Regions from separate parts of the Mus musculus genome. Here all the other regions are linked to region 5. Evidence: chromatin contacts called from public Hi-C, HiCAR-type, HiChIP or PLAC-seq and promoter capture Hi-C data. All regions are on one chromosome and are shown on one strand. The core of a region is the stretch at or near the end of the contact, and the rest is flanking DNA. Distances in the headings are between cores, read along the strand shown.

Evidence for each region. HiChIP or PLAC-seq counts read pairs in DNA pulled down with a chosen protein or histone mark. A called contact is a pair of places that touch in the nucleus more often than the background predicts. HiCAR-type assays count read pairs that join an accessible place to other places. Capture Hi-C pulls out chosen DNA fragments and counts their contacts.
Region 1: a HiCAR-type map of astrocytes shows a contact between it and region 5, with 4 times the contacts expected there. The contact joins the enhancer-like site here to the promoter of Adamts17 in region 5. A contact is called at or near these places in 10 of 39 promoter capture datasets (the 3T3-L1 cell line, the C10 cell line, cranial neural crest and 5 more), 3 of 484 Hi-C or Micro-C datasets (the N1E-115 cell line, cerebral cortex and cortical neurons), 3 of 115 datasets of contacts at active chromatin or transcription factors (astrocytes, forebrain and pancreatic cancer cells) and 3 of 9 other capture datasets (adipose tissue, embryonic stem cells and liver).
Region 2: a Hi-C map of neural progenitor cells shows a contact between it and region 5, with 8 times the contacts expected there. The contact joins the enhancer-like site here to the promoter of Adamts17 in region 5. A contact is called at or near these places in 22 of 39 promoter capture datasets (the 3T3-L1 cell line, 3T3-L1-derived adipocytes, the C10 cell line and 14 more), 3 of 15 datasets of contacts at CTCF or cohesin (embryonic stem cells, large pre-B cells and stem cell-derived epiblast-like cells), 95 of 484 Hi-C or Micro-C datasets (the 3T3-L1 cell line, the AML12 cell line, the AtT-20 cell line and 50 more), 18 of 115 datasets of contacts at active chromatin or transcription factors (PVALB interneurons, SST interneurons, astrocytes and 13 more) and 2 of 9 other capture datasets (embryonic stem cells and pancreatic islet).
Region 3: a contact with region 5 is called in a HiCAR-type map of astrocytes, with 5 times the contacts expected there. The contact joins the enhancer-like site here to the promoter of Adamts17 in region 5. A contact is called at or near these places in 9 of 39 promoter capture datasets (cranial neural crest, embryonic stem cells, frontonasal cranial neural crest and 4 more), 3 of 115 datasets of contacts at active chromatin or transcription factors (astrocytes, embryonic hindbrain and neural tube) and 2 of 9 other capture datasets (embryonic stem cells and liver).
Region 4: a contact with region 5 is called in a Hi-C map of conventional dendritic cells, with 11 times the contacts expected there. The contact joins the promoter of Selenos here to the promoter of Adamts17 in region 5. A contact is called at or near these places in 2 of 39 promoter capture datasets (the 3T3-L1 cell line and liver), 1 of 484 Hi-C or Micro-C datasets (conventional dendritic cells) and 2 of 115 datasets of contacts at active chromatin or transcription factors (bone marrow-derived macrophages and forebrain).
Region 6: a CTCF HiChIP or PLAC-seq map of stem cell-derived epiblast-like cells shows a contact between it and region 5, with 7 times the contacts expected there. The contact joins the enhancer-like site here to the promoter of Adamts17 in region 5. A contact is called at or near these places in 2 of 39 promoter capture datasets (the C10 cell line and hippocampal neurons), 1 of 15 datasets of contacts at CTCF or cohesin (stem cell-derived epiblast-like cells) and 1 of 115 datasets of contacts at active chromatin or transcription factors (astrocytes).
Region 7: a contact with region 5 is called in a promoter capture Hi-C map of liver, with 2.7 times the contacts expected there. The contact joins the promoter of Synm here to the promoter of Adamts17 in region 5. A contact is called at or near these places in 6 of 39 promoter capture datasets (the C10 cell line, the HPC-7 cell line, hippocampal neurons and 2 more), 1 of 15 datasets of contacts at CTCF or cohesin (embryonic stem cells), 6 of 484 Hi-C or Micro-C datasets (the N1E-115 cell line, cerebellum, cortical neurons and 2 more), 4 of 115 datasets of contacts at active chromatin or transcription factors (astrocytes, double positive thymocytes, microglia and 1 more) and 3 of 9 other capture datasets (adipose tissue, embryonic stem cells and liver).

Annotation. Positions count from the first base shown.
Region 1 is chr7:67,547,741-67,550,530 of GRCm38.p6, reverse strand. The region is part of intron 6 of Lrrc28 (leucine rich repeat containing 28); the gene reads left to right. Among named protein-coding and RNA genes, the nearest start is that of Gm23233, 22 kb to the left of the region's middle. Within about 2 kb of position 1,365, at least 92 of the 459 cell types and tissues checked have an H3K27ac peak or open chromatin away from gene starts, as enhancers often do. A contact at or near this core is called in the N1E-115 cell line, adipose tissue, astrocytes and 4 more, where this site is marked.
Region 2 is chr7:67,618,457-67,621,350 of GRCm38.p6, reverse strand. Lrrc28 (leucine rich repeat containing 28) reads left to right here. Exons shown (of 10, transcript NM_175124.5): 4 at 2,240-2,277. Among named protein-coding and RNA genes, the nearest start is that of Lrrc28, 25 kb to the left of the region's middle. Within about 2 kb of position 1,265, at least 37 of the 459 cell types and tissues checked have an H3K27ac peak or open chromatin away from gene starts, as enhancers often do. A contact at or near this core is called in the C2C12 cell line, bone marrow-derived macrophages, cortical neurons and 3 more, where this site is marked.
Region 3 is chr7:67,596,824-67,599,523 of GRCm38.p6, reverse strand. All of the region lies in intron 5 of Lrrc28 (leucine rich repeat containing 28), which reads left to right. Among named protein-coding and RNA genes, the nearest start is that of Gm23233, 27 kb to the right of the region's middle. Within about 2 kb of position 1,258, at least 29 of the 459 cell types and tissues checked have an H3K27ac peak or open chromatin away from gene starts, as enhancers often do. A contact at or near this core is called in astrocytes, where this site is marked.
Region 4 is chr7:66,078,391-66,081,090 of GRCm38.p6, reverse strand. It overlaps Selenos (selenoprotein S), which reads right to left and starts at 1,442. Exons shown (of 6, transcript NM_024439.3): 1 at 1,302-1,442; 2 at 625-759. The coding sequence starts at 1,377.
Region 5 is chr7:66,838,393-66,841,092 of GRCm38.p6, reverse strand. It overlaps Adamts17 (a disintegrin-like and metallopeptidase (reprolysin type) with thrombospondin type 1 motif, 17), which reads right to left and starts at 1,358. Exons shown (of 23, transcript NM_001033877.4): 1 at 1,182-1,358; 2 at 475-845. The coding sequence starts at 1,257. Gm33627 (a long non-coding RNA gene) reads left to right here and starts at 1,302. Exons shown (of 4, transcript XR_391554.2): 1 at 1,302-1,386; 2 at 2,297-2,381.
Region 6 is chr7:67,699,599-67,702,315 of GRCm38.p6, reverse strand. All of the region lies in intron 7 of Ttc23 (tetratricopeptide repeat domain 23), which reads right to left. Among named protein-coding and RNA genes, the nearest start is that of Gm34140, 16 kb to the left of the region's middle. Within about 2 kb of position 1,250, at least 24 of the 459 cell types and tissues checked have an H3K27ac peak or open chromatin away from gene starts, as enhancers often do.
Region 7 is chr7:67,758,133-67,761,013 of GRCm38.p6, reverse strand. It overlaps Synm (synemin, intermediate filament protein), which reads left to right and starts at 1,272. Exons shown (of 5, transcript NM_207663.3): 1 at 1,272-2,195. The coding sequence starts at 1,386.

The DNA.
Region 1 (2,790 bases), core at 116-2,615, 710 kb before region 5:
AAAATAGCCTCCTGAACAGTCACTGGTGGCTTTCAAACCTGGACAGGCAGACAAATAGCTCTGTGCTTTGCAAGTTTCACATACTGAGCCTTTTTTACAAGGCCCTTTTGTTGCTATTTGTTTGTGGATATGTGTTTGATTTTAGTTTTTTGAGACAAGGTCTCTTTGCATGGCCCTGGTTGTCCAAGAACTCACCATGTTGACCAGTCTGGCCTTAAACTGAGAGATCAACCTGCTTCTGCTTCCTGGGTAGAAGAAGGGTTTTCTGTTTGTTTTTTGAATGTTCTTTTATGATCTTTATTTAGCATGTAGTATTGGTGAAATAATATAAGTAAATAATATTAATCAGAAGAAAATAAACCTTTACTGACTAGTAGGTAAGTAGTCTCTTCTAAAGTCTATCATTTAGTGAAGAGTTTCTGTATTACGTACGAAGAAACCAGGGGCCAGAGTGATGGTACAATGGCTTAGAGCACTTATGCTCTTGCAGAGGATCTGGATCCAATTCTCAGCACCCATGTAGTGGTTCATAGCCATCTGTGACTCATAAACTTCCAGGGAATCCAATGCCGTCTTCTGATCTCCATAAGAACAGGCATGACATGGTACAAATGCATACATAAACTTCATACACTTAAATAATCTAAACAACATATATGTAGTGTTATTTATTTACATTCATATAGGTGTGTGTATATACATATATGTACATATATACACACACATATATATACATATATACATATATATACATATATATGTATATATATGAGAGAGAGAATGTAAGAACCAAACACAGGGGCTCATAACTATAATCCTAGCAGTTGAGGGGCTGAAGCAGGAGAATTGTCATGAGTTGTCACCAGCCTGAGCTGCTTAGTGAATTTCAGGTTAGTCTGGGTAAAACAATATAAAAAAAGACTCAAAGCTTTTCCATGCAGCAGATTCTCGTATTTCAGGCTCATTTATTTAAACTGCTAGTCCTCTGGGCTTGGGAGTTTTGGCAGCAGACTATATTCTGGCTGGCTAAAAGCGTGCTTTCCTGAGGCAGCCAGAGCCTAGCTCTCTCAGCTGGGACCTTGCCAAACAAGGAGCTTTCTCACCCTGACCAGCAGGCTGTGCTGTGTCAGCTAAAACAGCCGCCGGGCTCTCCTCAGGATCTACACTCCTTTTCTGATCTCTTTACACTCAGAAGAGCAAGATAAATGGTCAGGGTGTGCTGAGCACCTGTTACTGTGCGATCAAGCTTGGCCCCATATACACCAGCTTCATGAAGTCACAAATCCGTGAGCTATTACATTGTCATCCTTATCATACAGCAAAGGAAGAGACTGAATCAGGGAAGCAGGAACCAGCTACCCTGTGGGAAGCCAGGATGCAGTCGCAGTCCTGACTCCAAACACACTAAGAGCAGGTCATTGCTTGCTCCCTCTCCCTCTCTTCCTCTCTCCCTCTTTCTTCCCTCCCTTTCCTGCATTCCCTCCCTCCTCAGATTGTACTACTTGGAAATATTAAGTGGCATTAACATGTAATAGGCTTTAACACAGCTGATTCAGCTATAGCACAAGATAGTATATACTGCTAGGGCACATGTAATGAATTCGAAAGTGCTCTGGGAGTGCCAGCCAGATCCCCCTAAGATGAAATGTAGCCAAATAGTATTTCTGAGTCATTAACTAGTCATCTTTCCCCATAAAGCAAGGAGAGGAGGCGTGTAAGGAGAAGTAGCAAGTGTCGGTATGTATTTAACTTTGTGGTGTGATGTCTGCATGGCACCTCATCTAATTTGCACAGAGGCTTTTGTGGTATATTAGAGCAGAGAAGTGCTTCCTCTGTCGTGTCCCATTTTGTGTCCTTGGCTTGAAGGGATGAATCATCATCTCCAGAGGCCGTAGCCTCCAGCTCGTTCCTTGCAATTAAAGGATAGAAAAGGGTTGGTACCCTTGCTGCATGCCAAAGAAAGTTCTCTGTTAATTGGCCACACTTCCCAGTGTGTCACTTACTAATAATAATGAAAATAATACCTGTCATATACTAGAGAAGGCTCTGTTCCAAGAATCCTGCGTCACACATTTATAAACCTAGCCATTCTTCCCAAACTTAGGAGATAGTTTTAGTTCCCCCATTACACCGATGAGATCCTAAGGCCACGTATCTAGTAAGCAGAAGAATGAAGGTTCAAGCCCAAGCTGTCTGACTCTAATCTACTCTCCTTTCCTAATTATTAATTTGCTCTGTGCCTTACTGCGGCTCCAGTCCAAGCCAGGACCTCCTCCGCTTTGACTTCCTTGAGCTACTTGGGGGCTCAGAAAGGCACATATGAGACTATAGACCATTTAGCATTTTGGAGTTGTATTTTTGAGAACGTGCTCATGTTGGCCTCGAACTCTTAGAAATCCACCTGCCTCTGCCTCCCAAGTACTAGAATTAAACTCATGTGGTACTTGTGAGTAGCCCATTTATAATTTATTAATGAAGTTTTTATTTTAAAAGTTTTCTATGTCTTAAACTCCATAAATTTCCGCTTGTGTTTAAAAGCCTTTGTCATAGAAATTGTGAGAAAACAGGTATTTTAGTGGATTTCTGAGGCCTTTTCTGTTGTTACTGGAATGTGATATTGATTAGTTAATATTTTTCCTCACCTGTTTTGTAAATGTAAAATTTTGTGGTTCACTAAGAGAGCAGTTTTCAGTTTTTTGGTACATACATATTTTATTCCTTTAAATCTATGCTACATATTAAACGTGATTCTTTTCCTATGCTCCTTACACCTGATACAGCTGGGGACCA
Region 2 (2,894 bases), core at 16-2,515, 780 kb before region 5:
GATCTTTTGGAGACCCTGATAGTTCCAATGTGTAGTTAGGATCAGGAACACTCTAGTGGTATATAGCATCTTTATTTTAATATAGACACATTAGTGTATTAAAATGTGTTGTTAAGTTTCAGTCATAATAATGGGTACTCTTTTTTTTTTGTGATTTTTATGTGATGGCATCTGTTCATATTTACATACTGTAGTGAGTGTACCTGCACATTGATTTACAGTTTTTTGGCACAAATGACCTTGAACAAGAATGTTTCCAAAGGAGCTGGGCATGGTGGCATACGCCTTTAATCCCAGCACTCGGGAGGCAGAGGCAGGCGGATTTCTGAGCTCGAGGCCAGCCTGGTCTACAAAGTGAGTTCCAGGACAGCCAGGGCTATACAGAGAAACCCTGTCTCGAAAAACCAAAAAAAAAGAATGTTTCCAAAGTATTGAGTTCAAAATGTGTAATCAATTCATATACACAGAGTGAAGAATGAGTTTTAGAGTGCACACTTGGTTAAATTGTGTCACATAGTTATCAAGTGAAGGCTTACTTCCTGGCAAACACAGAAGCCAGTCCTATGACTGCAGCTTTTGCCAAAAGAAAAGGCTTTGTTGCTTGATTGACTGTCAAGAAGAGCAGACACTCTAGGCTCAGGTCTCTCCTCTGTCAGCCAGTGGTGATGGAACATGGAAGGAAGGAGAGGGAATGCTTGGTGGCCAAGTGGCATGGCAGGGGTGCTTGTTTCTCCTCAGCTTTCCTTGTCTTCTCCTGAGGATGTGATCTTGTCAGACAGCCTGGTCGCTTCTCTTCATAGTATCTTTTGAAAAGCTGGTTTCAAACCTTAGAGTCATTAGTGAAAAGCCCTTAGGTATTTCCTGGAAGAAAAAAATCTCACATCTGAGTGTGTCTGGTCTTAGCTGATTTCAGAACCCACAGGTTAACATTCTGTACAGCACTGGTTTAATTCGGCATAAAAAAAGCCTTCACAATTTTTCTGCTTTTATAATTCTGTTCTTACTGACATTTTAGCACTCACTAAAGATAGTCAAAACATGAAAGAAAATTTCTAAGTTATATTTTAAAATACTTTGGGGATTTATTTTTTTACCTACAATAAATTGGCTGGTTTGAAATCAAGTGTTCTAAAATCGAGTTGTCCTACCTCACAAGAAAATCAGTTTTATTACTGATTTTATTTTTACTGTACGATCTCTGGCAGTCATGGCATGTAGCTCTGAATATATATAGTTTCAGATGGTACCTGGAGTCCCCACCAGAGTGTGCCAAAGATGCTTCAGTGGGAAAGTGTTGATGACTTAGACAAGCCTGGACTTGTAGGTCTTTTTAAAGAAGACTTCTGCTGCTGAGAAGTCAGATTTCTGTGTCTTGGCATCTGAGTATTTCTGCGGAGACGTTAGTGAACATCTAATCTCTATTCTTGGGTTACAGTAAGCATGCCAACTAGAGACATCTTTAAGAGTTTTCTGTTTGTTTTGTTTTAAAGATTATTTTGTTTGGGTATTTTCCCTGCAAGTATGTACGTGCCATATGCACACCTAGGGCCTGTGTAGTGAAGAAAAGGGTGCTTGTTTTCTGGAATTGGAATTATAGACGGTTAGGAGGCACCAAGTGGGTGCTGGGACCCTGTAAGAACAAGTGCTCTCTCTTAATGGCTAGCTGAGCCAGTTAGAATTGTCTTCAGTCCACTTTTACTGTTTAGAAACTAAAACTGATCTTTCCTTTTACACAATAGGTATTGATTTTTCTTTACACAGTAAATATATTTCTGAAAACCTAAATAATTTAATGAACTAGATGTACTAGTAATTTTAAAAAAGATTTATTTATTTACTATATATAGTGTGTTCTGCCTACATGTATGCTTGCACACCAAAAGAGGGCCTTACATCTAACTGAAGGTGGTTATAAAATATCACATGGTGTTGCTGAGAATTGAACGGGAATCTGGAGTAACCTCTGAGCCGTCTCTCCAGCCTATGGAACTAGAAATTTTTTAATGAGGTTAAATACCTTATGATTTTTTTATATTAATGATTTTAAAATGACTAAATCAGAAGATATATTTAATATTTGTTATTTAGCATATTACTCTCAAAGCATTAGCTGTTGTTATGTCTGTGTGTTTTGGAAGTTTTGCTTATATTTGATAAGTTTTCAAACAGAGCTTGTATTAGCTGGTTATCTGACAAAATACTGAATAATGACAGCAACTTTCCCCTCCTTTTGTCACAGGTACCTTCACTCAAATAACATAGTTGTGGTTCCAGAAGGTAAGCATACTTATAATTCTTAGTTTGAAAACAGTGTCATTTATATTTTGCTTTATAAAAATTTGATGAGCCCCGGACCCTGTCTTTCTATCTCTAGCTCCTTAAACCTATTTTGGTTGGTAAGTTAGGGAATTTTAATTTAAAGGACTTTCAATTTATTTGCTTTAAAATGTAAGTCCAGCTAAGACAGATTAAATGGAGACATCTAATAAGACAATAAATGGCCAGGAAAATTACTAGACAAACTGCTGTTGGGAAATAGTAAACTAAGTACTTGGTGCAATTAACTAAGAATTTAGTTACATATAAAATAATAGATTCTTTAAAATTCTTATGGGGGGGTGTTGTGGGGAGGGAGTGTGTGGGAAGAGGGTAGCAGAGGACCACTTTGTAACTTGTTCCTCAGATGTCTTTTTTTTGAGGGAAATCTCCCCTGGTCTGGTACTCACCAAGCAGGGTCAACCTAGACCCTCTCTGCGCCCCCAGCTCTGGTTGCAGGCATGTGCTGCTGCGTCCCCAGCTCTGGTTACAGGCATGTGCTGCAGAGCTTTTTAAATGTAGGGTTTTAGGGTCTGGGCTCAGGTTTCCTTGCTGGCAAGACAAGCACTTAAGCAGCT
Region 3 (2,700 bases), core at 9-2,508, 760 kb before region 5:
TGCCTGCCCTTTTATGCATGGCCAGATTGTAGGGATGGTAGGTAGCCAAGTGACGCAACAAGAGGCTCTGGGTTTGGGCACATGCGGGGTTGCCTTGGTTGGTTGTGAAGTTCTGTAGAAGTCATGCTCAGGCATCAGGAATTGTTGTGGAACTGGCTTTGTGCTAGAAGGTGGATCCAAAGTGACTAGTCTTTCAGGGCATCTCGCCACGTTCAGATGCTGTCAAGCTTCTGTCATTTCTGAATCTGGTGTTTAAATACATAAACCAAGAAAAATGGACTACACAGCAAATACACGCTTAACTTCTTTTTATTTCACAGAACTAAAGTCATAATAAACAGAGCTCTGAAATTTATGAATGTTTAACAGTGTTTATAAGGGAAATCTTTTCTGGATGTTCTTGGAACTAAAATTCTTCTGAACACCTTCAGAATGCAGGCATTAGCTTTTGAGAAAATATAAGGGTGACTTTATAATAGTTTAGGGAATGCTAATTAATAGCTATGTTCCTTTTTAAAACCTTGTGGTATGCTGATTAGACTAGTAAAGGTTGGGATGAGGAAAATTATATATGTTCTCTTCATATTTTTGTCTTATTAAAGTGACTATTTTCATGAAATCATTCTGTGTTTTTCAAGCCTCCCTGGCTACTTCCTAAGCTGAATATTCTCATTCATTCATTCTCCCCCCCCCTCTCTCCCCCATCTCTCCCCCCCTCTCTTCCTCCTCTCTCCCCCCTCTCTCCCCCATCTCTCCCCCATCTCTCCCCCCTCTCTTCCTCCTCTCTTCCTCCTGTCTTCCCCCTCTCTCCCCCCTCTGTCTTTGTAAAGCTGTGATGAACTTCACCTGCCTCTCTGTTGCTTCTGAAACACATTTTAGCATCCGCCATTGCGTCTTTGAGCCTCAAGGGCTGGTTTATTTCCAACACAGGGATGAAGGTTGTTTCTAAAGAATACTCTGTTAAATGCTTGGGTTTCTCTCTTTTTTTTTTTCTTTAATTTTTTCTTTCTTTTTTCTTTTTTGTCTTCATTTAATTATTTCTAGTATTGCTCCTTATTAGGCTAAATTACTTTGGTATCTCTAATTAAAAATTAAATATCTTCTAATGACCTGGCTTTTAAGAAGACTTGCAGGCTAATGATGCTGAGCCTTTTTAGTTTGTTGTTGGCCCAGACATTGCCTACTTTAGTTTCCTAATTTAGTAACAGAACTAAAACTATTCAAGACCTGGCAGGTTTGGTATGCAGGCGCCCAGCCAGGAAGCGTGGGTTTCTTAAAGCAAATGGATGCTTGGGGATTTGAGGAAAACACAGCTTAAGTTACATGTGCTCTGCACTTCACAAATCCCTGACTATTTAAAGGCACTCACCTAAGCTGCTGCCACACACTCCAGGTCTGTTTTGTTAAAACACACACACACACAAAATGAAAGTTTCCTTTTCCAAAGTTGGCTTTCGTACTTGGATCTTTAATGTCTCATAAGTAATATGTGGACATTAGTTGCTAGTTTTACTCAGTGATTGTTTGTTGTTGTTCTTCAAGACAGGTTTCTCTAAGTATCCCTGGCTGTCCTGGAATTCTGTAGACCAGGCTGGCCTTGAGCTCAGAGATCTGCCTGCCTCTGCCTTCAGAGTGCTGGGATTTAACGGAGTCCACCATCCCGACTCCCATGGCTATTTCTCATGTCTGATGCCTTGCACAGAGGCTGGATGATGTTGTGCTCTTGTCTGACCTGTACCAGGAGTATCACTGGGTTTTGATCACTAACACTTTGCTCTGGATGCCTGGTCTTGTGATACATACTGGAAGACAGAGGCAGGCTAACCAAGTCTACACAGTGAGTCCTGGGTGGCCCTGCAGCAGTCAGTTGCCTCTGAGTTTGTGAGAAGAATCTTAGAACTTGAGTCTCTTGGCCTGCTGCTCTTCTCTGTTAAATCAAACTATTCTAGTCTTTCTTGTTATGTGTGAGGAGGCCAGCTGTCTGTTTGTCAACATTGGAGTTGGGTTATTATGAAGTAAATTTTATTAATGAAGTATTTATCTCTTACAAGGCAGCATTCATTGGTCTCAGTGGGAAATGAATGGAAAAAAAAATTGGAAAGGCCATGACTGTTCCTAGGAATGGTGGAGGAGAAAGTTTATTATAGATATGTGGGAGAGCATAGCCAGAGGCAGGGACACTGGGGAAGTCCAGAGTGGATATGACCAGACTGAGCTGGGCCATGTGTGGAACCGGGGGTTGGGGGGAGGGTGAGAACAAGGAAGGAGGGAGAGAGGGGAAGGAGGTATAGCAGCCAGGAGGCCTAAGACACAAAAGGGGCATATAAGCAAAATGGCTGTGTCATATAGGGAAGAGCATGGGGTGGGGCTAGAGGGCAGGGTATGACAGCCCTGCCCTGTAACTGGTAGGAACTCAGAGATGCTGGCAGAAGCTGAGGCCAGGTCTGCTTGGATAAGTTAAATAGACACCTCAACTGTTTGTCCTGGGTTTGAAACTTAACAGGGAACACAGTTGATTTTAATGCATGCTTAATTGCTATTCAAATTATTTTTTTTAATCTTGTAGAAAATTCCTTTATTATAGTGCAAATAACTCTCAGCAGTGATAGAATGTAACAATACATTTAACAATAGTTTACACCATGCAGTAAATAGGAAAGTGTTTCTTTGAAAATATGTCATCATAGGAAACTTATCTTT
Region 4 (2,700 bases), core at 193-2,692, 760 kb after region 5:
ACTCTAACCATCAAAAGTTGATTAAATAAACTGCTAATCTACTGCCATAGGACATGACAACCTACCCAGGCTGGCTTGGAGATTTTCTGTCTAGTGCCTTTGAAACCATAAGAGCTACCAGCCTGAGAATGGACTGTCATGCTTTGGCAAAATATGCCTCTAGATTCTTTAAAAAAATGGGCTACGGGGTTGATGAGGGAAAATGATTGTAAAAGATAACTCTGCTCTGTCACGGTTTATCAATGATGGCTAAACTTATGACTACGAGGAAGCTAAAATACATCTGGGGACAAAAATATGATCTATGAATCCATCCCTGTCTACGGAGTGCTGTATAAAGCAGCACCCCACTTCCAGTCAGTCAGGTGGCAAGATTCCCAGGACCCCAATGCCTGATCCCCCCACCCCCACCCCCGCCCCTTGACACTTCTTGTTTCCTCCACAAGACCTGGCCATCTCCAGGGACTGGTCCCCATGCACCGAACAAGATGTGCATTGAGTATGCTATACACCATCACGGAGTCTTTGCATCTCAATAAAAATCTTTCAAACCTCAAAGGCATGTCTTGCCACCACCCACTAAGTAAATGACAGGCGCCTTCATTTCTACCACATGGCACTAACCCAGAACAGTCTCGGCTTGGTCCAGCTGTCTCTGCCTCAAAGCCCTCAGTCGAAGGGAGAGCCTCTGGATGACAATGTAGAGTAGGATGCAGCTGAAGAGGATGTACCAGCCATAGCTGGCCAGCAGGGAGCCCACTGGGGGGAAAAAAAAAAAAAAGAGAAAGAAACCAGTTTCAGAAATGGTAATAGCATTTTTTTCAATAATACTCTACAAAAATAGTCATAGCTTCTTCTTTCAGAACCTTCACAGTCTAGCTGGAAATGGACTCCTAAGAAGCGAATCGCTGGGTACAGAAACTTCTCAACTACAAGGGGACTCGGGAGTAGCCCGGAGGGTGCAGAGCCCAGCAGCTAGGTTCTGAAGGACTAAAGGGGACGTGTCTATCTGATTCAGGAAAGCAAAGGCCATCCAGACTCCGTGAGTTACACTTTGTTAAGGAGTGAGACAACAGTGTGTTAGTGTCGGGTAGAGTGAAACGCCGGGCGGAGGACTCCACTGCAAAAGGAAAATGTTAAAGGGACTCCCGTGAGCCAAGTCCGCGAGCGCCCGCCCAGCTAGGGCGACTTCGAGAAAGGTGAGCTCCGGCCCAACAAGCAGGCTCGGCCAGTCCGCGGCGTTAACGCCAAGCCTCCTGGAGGCCGACCCACCGAGCATGGCGGCGCCCGCCGCCCCTGACCTGTCACGTGCAGGAATCGCAGGCTCTCGGTCTCCAGCGCCGGCCTCGCGGACAGAGGTTCCTCATCGCGATCCATGGCGGCCACCGCCACCGCCACCAACGACAAGCCCGCTGCTCCTCTCTGCTCTGCGCTTCCGGTTCGGCCCTATGTACACGTGGCGCTCACTGCCGTGGCGGTACTGACCTATCGTGGCTCGACCTACCTCGACGCTCGACCAATCACAGGGGGGGTGTGACCAGAGGGCGGGGCTGAAAGATGCCCAGGCGGAAGCGCGTTTGACTTTCAGGGAGGAGCTCGCAGCTCAACTCGGCATAGCTCGGATAACCGATCTTGTATTTGATACTGATTGGACATTGAGGCTCAAGAGATTTGAAACCTCCTGGAGATGAGATTTGAGTCCCGCCCTTGTCACCGGGCCCTAAAGGTTTGCAGCATAGATTCCCCTCCCCTAACGTGCGGAAAGCGATCTACTTAGAATTCCTTTCTTCTGATCCACTGTCTCAAGGGAAGGAATTAATGTAGTAATGACTTCAACTTAGGCTCTTATGTGTTACATTACCACAGTTTTTGTAATGGTTCTCTGCAACATACTAGGAAGGCAATAAAGGAGATAGCTGCGATTTGAAAAGGAACTGATGGAATCAAGTTTCCATAGATTAATGGGATTAAGAAGGTGAGAACTCTGTGGTGTTTAAAGGTGGGATCCTTTGGGAAACTACTATATGAGGTCAATGTGGGTGTCCCCAGAGAAAAAGAGACTAGATTTCTGTGCACCCCACCGTGAGATGACTCAGCCTGAGGAGCCTGATGGAATCTATACGGTGCTGTACCAAGCTTGAGGACTTTGAATCTCCAAAATGGAAATAAAACTCACTGTGTCATAAAAACTAGTCTGTTAAGGATCTTCTAATTCAGCGACTCCATCTGGGGACATGGGAGAGAAAAGCCTGGAGTCACTTCACATTATCAACCACCTTGAAAATAGACTTTGATGACTGGATATGAAGCTAAGAATATGAAGATAGCCATGAATTTGCTGATTTTTTTTTTCAGACACAACATGGCTTTTTTAAAAAATTGCTAAATTTTTAAAGTTTTATGATTTTAATAGTTTTCTCAGTGGTAAAAAAGGATCAGTTTAATTTTTTTTTCTTTTTTGGTACCGATGACTGCCACCCCACCTCTGAGGCCAGTTTGAACCCTCTCTCTTTGCTTAAGGTGATTTCTCACATCATACAGAGCAAGTGAAACATCTGGTTACGAGAGAGGAGGTTGCTCATTTGCCTGTTGATCCAGTCCCTTAACATCTGCAATCATGATGATGAAATAAGTAATGTTTAGTTTCATTAAAAGACAAGGTGGAGGGGAAATGTTGGCACACACCTTCAACCCCAGCAC
Region 5 (2,700 bases), core at 109-2,608:
TGACAACAGTTCCTCTCTTGGTCTTACCTTTTCAGCTAGCAAAAATGAGACTAACCATGGCCTGCCTGGGGTCCCCTCCTAATGTAAGAAGGCTCAAGGGACAGAAGAGAAGTGCTTAGATACCCCATTCCTAGACAGGGAATGAACACTTTAGAGCTTCCCCATAACGTGCAGAAAACATACACACCTGTGCTGATGCTGTCAGAGTGGGAACGACAGGTTCATATTCTTTCCTCTAGGTGAGCTATAGCTAATTTCTCAATGCAACCCCACCTCGGCCAGGTTCAGGACACAACAGAAGCCAGGACAATAACAGGCCTTCCCCTGTGTTCTCTCTCCTAGGAAGGCACAGTCTGAAAGGGCCAAGTGAAGGAGATGGGAAGGTAGGTCTTCTCCCGCCCAGCCCTCCGCGGGACCACCCCAGGAGAAGTAACAGACTGGGCAAGGCAGACCCATAGGGGGCGCGGGCAATACCAGGCCGCCGGCGGCGCCGCAGGCGCTGAGGGAGACGAGGGAGCCCGGGTGGCCCAGGACTCGTCCGGAGTAGAAGCACAGCTCGGCAGGATGTCCGCTGCGCCCCGAGACACCCGCCTCCTCCACCTCGAAGCCTGGGGACAGGAAACGCAGGTCGCGATGCAGCTGCAGGTATAGGTCGCGCCCAAAGGCCGGCAGGTGCAGTAGCAGGGCGCGCTCTCCTTGCCCTGCTCGATGGCCACCTGGAGATGCTCGCGGTCGCCGCCACCGCCGGAGCCCCGCTGCTCCCGGCAGCAACTGCAGGTGCACGTCCTCGGGGCGCAGCCGCCTCGGGAGCACCACCTCCACGTCGGCCGCCGCGTCGCCGACAGCTGCGGGGAGAGAGGACACGCGTCAGCACCAGCCTGGCCACCAGGGCTGCCGGCCGCTCCGGCGCTGACTCGCAAGGCTCCGTGGGTATCGCGCAGCCGTGACCCCGCACTCCCTTCCCTCCCCGAGCCGGGCCTCTCCAAGCTGGCGAAGCCACTCGATCGCACCGGGGGTCAGCTCGCCATCCGCGTGCCGAGAGGGAACCAGAGACCAGTTCTCCGGCCGCGGCCTTCACTCTCCTCCTCAGGGGATGCTGTCAGCGGTCCACCTATGCACCCGGGCGCCGGGATGCTTCGGGAAGGCACCGGGAAGGTGGCCGCGAGAGCTAGGAACGCTACCTGTGCCCGGGTCCAGCCCCCACACCAGCAGCAGCAAGGACAGGACGAGAGGGGGCAGCAGGGTGCCGTCACACATGGTACTTGGGACCAGCAGCCCCCAAGACTGTAGTGATAGAGCAGGGACTCGCGAGGCGGCGAAGCCAACCGGAGTGCAGCCCTGCAGCCTTTGGAAAAAGTAATTAGCGCTGCGGACAAACCCAACATGGTAAATACTAAGCCCCACCTTCTCCTTGGAAAGTAGGCGGTGATTGGGCTTTTGCTTTTCTCTGCCCCGCCTTCCCTGTCCGTATTGGTTAGGGCCGGTCGAAACCAACGTGCGTAGTTAGGTTGTAAGCACTTTCTTACACGTGGTTTCTAGGCAGTAGGTAGGCTGTGACACCAGGTGGCAGGCGCGAGCCGGCTCAGCTGCAGCATCTTGGAGCAGCCAGGAGGACACCAGCCTGGTCTTCAGTTTGTTCACATTTGGGAGATCACCTTTGAGGCTTCCTAGGAAGATAGGCCAGACCAACCAGTTCAGTACAAGAAAAAGAAAATCTCTATGTATTGAAGTGACTCCTATTTTTGATTAGTTTGGGCTGGAAAGACGCAGCCCAGTGTTCCTAGCACACCTGAATTCATGCCTGACTTCTATATCTATGGTGTTTGTCCACACCCCGCAGGCTTCTTGCAGTCTATACTTTCACAGAATCCAAGAAGGTGAGAGCATAATAACACTCCCCTGAAGACTGGGAAACTGAGAAAAAGGAAATGTAAGGAGCCTGCTTAAATTGGACAGCTAGTATCTGTCAGAGCCGTGTCTTGTGTCTGTGATCCTGACTTTAGGTCAGGTGTGTTTAGGGAGGTATATTAGCTGCGCTTTGCATCGCAGGACCCTGGAGAGCTGAGAGGCAGAGCCTGAACTTGAACCCAGCCTTTCACGAACAGAATGAGTGTTCAATTTTCCAGCAGAATCTAGCCAGATATTATCCCTAGCAGACCCCTATGGGTAATCCCATTGGCCTCTTTAAAATTGTCCTACAGATAGCAGGACTGACTGAGCACAGGGATACCACAGCAGTCACAGATGGCTCCTCATCTCTCCCTTTTTGTCTGTTTGCTTGCTTGTTTTCAAAAAGGCCCCTACTCACCCCTCATCACAGGATCCAGACTTCATCACAGGGCTGAATTACCAGAAAGCATCCAGAGACGAGGTAAACACTGGTGAGTTTCCCTAAGTTTGGTGCCCCTGTCCTGGTAAGCTGTCTGCAGCTCTCCACAAAGGCGTATCACAGAATGTGCTGCCGAGCCAGTCTCTGATCTAGTGGCTGTCACTCACCGGTTGGCACCCTCGGGTGACTGGCAGCATGGGTCAGGCTCTGTTGGTGGCTATGAATGAGTAGGGCTTTGCCTCACTTGACCATGAGAATTTGACTGTGACCTCAACCATGTCATGGGAAACAGGAAGAAAAGGAGAAGCCTTAGCCCTGTGTGAGTGTGTGTGTGTGTGTGTGTGTGTGTGTGTGGTCAGACAGCAGCTAGC
Region 6 (2,717 bases), core at 1-2,500, 860 kb before region 5:
GCAGGGGAGAAGCGGGCAGCCGAGGAAAGCCACAGGAAGGTGCAGGCCACAGTCATTGAGTGTTCCCAGGTGCAATCTTACCCACCAGGGGACCCCAGGCTCCATCAGTTACAAACACCCGGAGCTGCCTGACTGCTAGCCTCTCAGGACACTTGGGGTCTAAGTGGTATTAGAACAGGCAGCCACTGTGTGGAGGAGGGGCATGAAGCAGAGCTAACAGGGCATGGGGGAAGGGTTGAGAAAAAGGGAGGGTTATAGAAGGTCATGGAGACCTACCCAAACAATTACATTAAAAAAAAAAGGCTTCATAAACATTTTTCATTATGCCTGTGCAAAATATAGGAGACTAGGACAAGTGGGAGCTGGGAAATAGATGCATTTGGGCAAAGAAATTATACAGAGGGGAAACCCAGTTACTCAGAAATCCCTGTTGGAGCCTCGGTTTCAACAGAGGCAGATGCCATTCGCCATTCCCGCTGCTGTCTTGGGACCCAGAAGACCGCCTTAGCCTGCTGTGCCCAGGACCACATGGGGCCACTTCCAAACAAGGCTGCCTGCTCTGAGCGGGCCCTGCGGCACAGAGGTTTACACTGAAATGTACTTGGCTTTGGACCATTTCATTTTAATATCCTTAAGGAGAAGCACTATAAACACAAGGCCAAGGCCCTGGACACTTCGCAGGGTTGGGAGAGCTGTTAATACCAAGTTTGTCTAAGGATGCTCTGGGAAGCTGGCCAGGCCCAGGTTAGTGACATTCCTCAAGCCTGAATTGGGAATCTTCAGGCAAGCACGAGCCTCCCAGAGCCTCCCAGACTTCTAGGGCAGTTTTGTCCGCATGAGGAATGCGGGGACGGCACCGTGCAAAGGGAGCCAGAAATACTCCAGGGCCAGCAGCCCTGCGTGCTAGCAGGCAATGCCTTCAATGGACATCCAGCAAGGGAGTGGGAGCAGGCCGGTGACGGGAAAACCTCACACGGGAACTTACGCTTTTTAAAGAGTCTATTGTTTTGTTTGCTTTTTCTCAAAAAAAAAAAAAAAAAAAAGTTAGGTACAGACAAGTTTCAACACAAAAGAGCAAAGGCCAGACCACCTCTTGATACTCTGAAGGACAGGCAGGTTTGCTTCTGGGGGGACCTTGGGACTAGAAGTGACTGTAGTCCAGATCAGAAAGCCCTGGGTGGGTGAGAGCAGGGGCAGGGGTTGGGTAGGGTGGGGACCCATCTCCCAGACTCCCCAGTAGTACTCTTTCCTTTCCCCTGCAGGGGGCAGTAGAGGCCTGGTTGGGTCTCTCACAGCCTTGCCCCATGGCTTCCTCCAAGTTAAGGGACAGGGACAGCAGAGAAAAGATAGGCAAGATGGGGGGGAGGGGAGGTGATGTGCTTGCTTGGTCTCCAGCTGTACTCTCCTGTTTCTGCTTCTAGAGGGAAGGTGAATCCCTGGGCCCCAGGCAGGCTGCTCCTGTCCTGCCCACAGCACCTGCCACTCAGCGAGCAAGGACTCTGTCTGACAGCAGGAGGTTTCGATGGCTGGGATAATGGGGAGGGTTCTCCACACGGGTACTCATTTCTGATTTGCTCGGGCCGTGGGGGTGAGGGTCTGTTTGCTTTGCACAGCTGTTCTGGGGTTCCCATTGCTACTGGACAACTAGCATGGCAGCTACCCTATGGGCTTCCCTGCCACCGTCCTCACTTAGAATGTCCTTACCTTCAGTGGCTACGGTAAAATTCCCATTAAATTACCACTATTATTACCAAGGTGAGACGTGTCCTCTGATTGGCAGGTGCTGAATCTGAGAGAGGCCTAGCAAGGAGCAGCCCGCAGGCTCATCTGGATTCTGTCCTTTTAGTATAGAGCAATGAGGAAAGAGGGGAGGGAGGAGGGAGGGAAGGAGAAGGAAAGGGAGGGAGGAGGAAAGGGAGGGAGAGAGTCAGAGACAAGGAGGACCTTCTCTAGACTGATAGAACATTCTGGTAGGAAGAACCGGCTGTGGTATCATGCCCTGCTTCTGAAGATTGTTAAAAGTATTGAGAACCCACACACAATCATTGCTATTCCCTGAGACATCTGCTACCTGTGCTCCTGAAGTCACCCTTCTCCTTCCTAGTCTCCAGTCCGAGCCTCTGCACCTCAGTTCTGACTGGGACAGAAGCTCTTCAGATGTCAATCAAGAGATGCTCGACACAGCCACGTGGTTGTGGGGCTGAAGGTGGAGCTGAGAGCCTGTGTAGGCTGCGGGGTCCTGGCCCTTCCACACCCTTGCCTTTAGGCTGTCCTCACTCATCCAAGGCCCCATGTCTGATTCACACCCTACAGACTCTTACATAGGGGTAGGGTAGAAAGGGGGAAGGAATAGGGCCAGTCTTTTTATATAAAACAAATGATAAAAGGGTCTGGAGATGACCCTCTGGGCTGAGACCTGATCACTCTCAGTGGCTTACAAAAATCTAATTTCCTATTGCCTCAGAATCTGGAGGTGAGTAAGGCAGGGTCAGTATGCCCTATGAAGGTGTGAGCCAGCACTCACATTATCTGTGTCATTTGAGTATTATTATCACTCCCACTTTATAGGAGAGGCAAACCCAAGTATACTTATCCTAGAAAACTATATATACATAGATGTGTGAGTGTTATCTATCTATCTATCTATCTATCTATCTATCTATCTATCTATCATCTATCAATATTACACACACCCCTCAAATTGAATTGTCACTGAC
Region 7 (2,881 bases), core at 23-2,522, 920 kb before region 5:
AGGGCTCCCAGGCCAATGCCTTGGTGCTGAATACCCCCCACCCCCCTACTTAGGGCCACCTGTGCCTATTCCTGCGCTCTGTAATGCTACTGACTCTGGCTACCATCCTTTGTAACTGTCGTGTAATGCAATGAGATGCAAGTATGCACAAACTGAGAGAGCTGTGGTTTCTATGGCAATTAAACTAAGTGCTTTAAGGGCACACTGCTGAAAGAAGAGACAGCGGCCCCCCTCCCAGGCTGTCATAATGGGGGTGTGTATAAGGCAGTTGCAAAAGTCTGGAGAGATGGTAGGTGTCTAGAATGTTCTGTGCTCAGAGCACTTCAAAGTCTTTCTAGGTTCTTTCTCCACCAGAATGATGCTAATATTGCAAAGCATAAAGTCCCATGAAGGTGGTTTGTGCAAGTAAGAAGGTAACAGCGTTTCCCACTCTGCGTGGAAAGGAAATCTTACCTAAACATATAATATTGGCAAATGGAGATGCATTCATGCCAGAAGTTAAAAATGTATATGTAGGGCTGAAGACATGACTCAGTGGTTAGGGGCACTGGCAGCAGAGCATGTGGTTTCAATTCTCAGTACCCACATTTTGGCTAACAACTGCCTTTAACTCCAGTTTCACGGGGATTTGACGCCCTCTTCTGGCGTCTGTGTGCACCGTCGTGGTACAAATACATGCAGGCAAAACACTCACACACATAAAAAATAAAAGCAAAATTACTGAAATGGTCTTAGTTTAAAAAACATAACAGGTATATGTGTATATACGGATGTGCAATATACATGCGCAAAGTTGTTTTGTGGTGGTGGATATTGATATCCAGGCCTGGCATATTCTTTATCTGGCAAGCTCTTTATTGTTGAACTATAACTCTAGTTTAAAGAATACACCTCCTGCCCCTCATCTCCAGAGCAACCAATTAGAAGCTTCCTCTACGAAAAGGATCTCTCATTTAATGGCAACTATTTTTCATTAAAGAAAGCTGGGACTCAGGGGTGCCTTAGTTGCGCCCTAGGAGTAGCAACGGGGAGCCTCATAAGGTGTCCCAGATAGCCAGCACGCAGTAATCCGACAACCCACGTGGGATTACCCTGGGCCACCAGGGGGGCCAGTGCTGGGCAGCCTCGCCATGGCCCGATCTGTCCGGCAGGGGGCGCTGTCCGGCCGCAGTGGCCGCGCGGGCCGCGTCCTGATTGGCTGGAGGCGATGGCCCAAGTCCACAGCCGCGCGACCGGGCCACTAAGTGGGGAAGCTCGCCAGTCGGTGCGCCAGTCCAAGGGCCTCCGAGGCAGCGGCGCGGCGGGCGCGGCGCGGCGGGGCGGAGGGGACAAGATCAGGGCAGGAGGCAAGCGGCTAATCGAAAGGGTCCGGCACACCCAGCAAGATGCTGTCCTGGCGGCTGCAGACGGGCTCTGAAAAGGCGGAGCTGCAGGAGCTCAACGCCCGGCTTTACGACTACGTGTGCCGGGTGCGAGAGCTGGAGCGCGAGAACCTGCTACTGGAGGAGGAGTTGCGCAGCCGGCTGAGCCGGGAGGACCGCTGGGCTGAGGATCAGGCACTCTACGCCGAGGAGGCGCGCAGCCTACGACAGCAGCTAGATGAACTGAACTGGTCCACAGCCCTGGCCGAGGGCGAGCGCGACGCGCTGCGGAGGGAACTGCTGGAGCTGCAGCGGGAGGGTGTGGAAGCCGGCACTGCCCGCAGCCGCCTGGATGCCGAGCTGGGAGCGCAACGGCGGGAGCTAGAGGAGGCTCTGGGCGCGCGCGCCGCCCTCGAGGCGCTGCTGGGCCGGCTGGAAACTGAGCGCCGCGACTTGGACGCTGCCCACGAACGCCAAGTGCGAGATCTACGAGCCCGCGCTGCCAGCCTCACCATGCACTTCCGAGCCCGCGCCACCAGCCCCGCCGCGCCCCCGCCGCGCCTGCGGGACGTGCACGACAGCTACGCCCTGCTGGTGGCCGAGTCGTGGAGGGAGAGCGTGCAGCTGTACGAGGACGAGGTGCGCGAGCTGGAGCAGGCGCTGCGCCGCGGCCAAGAGAGCCGGCTCCAGGCGGAGGACGAGGCGCGGCTGTGCGCGCAGGAGGCAGACGCGCTGCGGAACCAGGCGCTGGAGTTGGAGCAGCTGCGCGCGAGGCTGGAGGATGAGCTGCTGCGGATGCGCGAGGAGTACGGGATGCAGGCGGAGGAGCGGCAGGTCCGTGGGCAGGGACCGCGCCCCTTCCCTAATAGCCTGTACACGCACCCCTGTGCACCCAGTAGGCGAGCAGCAGGGGTTCCCGGGACACCCAGCTGGTTCAGCCCCACCCAGGGAAGCGTACGCTGCCAGCAGCTTTGCTATTTATGAAGCGACGGGATTCTGGCATATAGCTAGTCTAAGAATAAGGGGTTGGTGCAATGATCCTTAAATCGGAGGACTGACGCCATGTGACAGGTCCCGGTGGCTAGCCTAGTGCCCATCATCCTGTTAGTTGGATTACCTTTAGATCCAGACGTGTCTAGGCACATCCTGATCAACGATCCTGTTAGTTCTGTTTTTGTTCTCTCCTCTCCTCTCCTCTCCTCTCCTCTCCTCTCCTCTCCTCTCCTCTCCTCTCCTCTCTTCTTTTCTTTTTCTTTTTCCTGCGCTTTTGTAGAGCTTGTAGCCTGAAATCCAAAACTCAGCCCAGACTTCAGACCTGGATAGGCAACACATTGAGAGGTTGCAAGGCACTGCCAAGTCCTCCCCAGGAGGCTCACCATGCTTAAAGAGGGCTCCAAGCACCTTTTTGTTTTGTTTTGTTTTGTTTTGTTTTTGTTTGCCAGAATGATTTCCCAGCTGGAGACAGCTGCTTGTAGCTCCTCGAGCAGATGTCTTATTTTTCTGGTTTTTGTTTCTTCCCG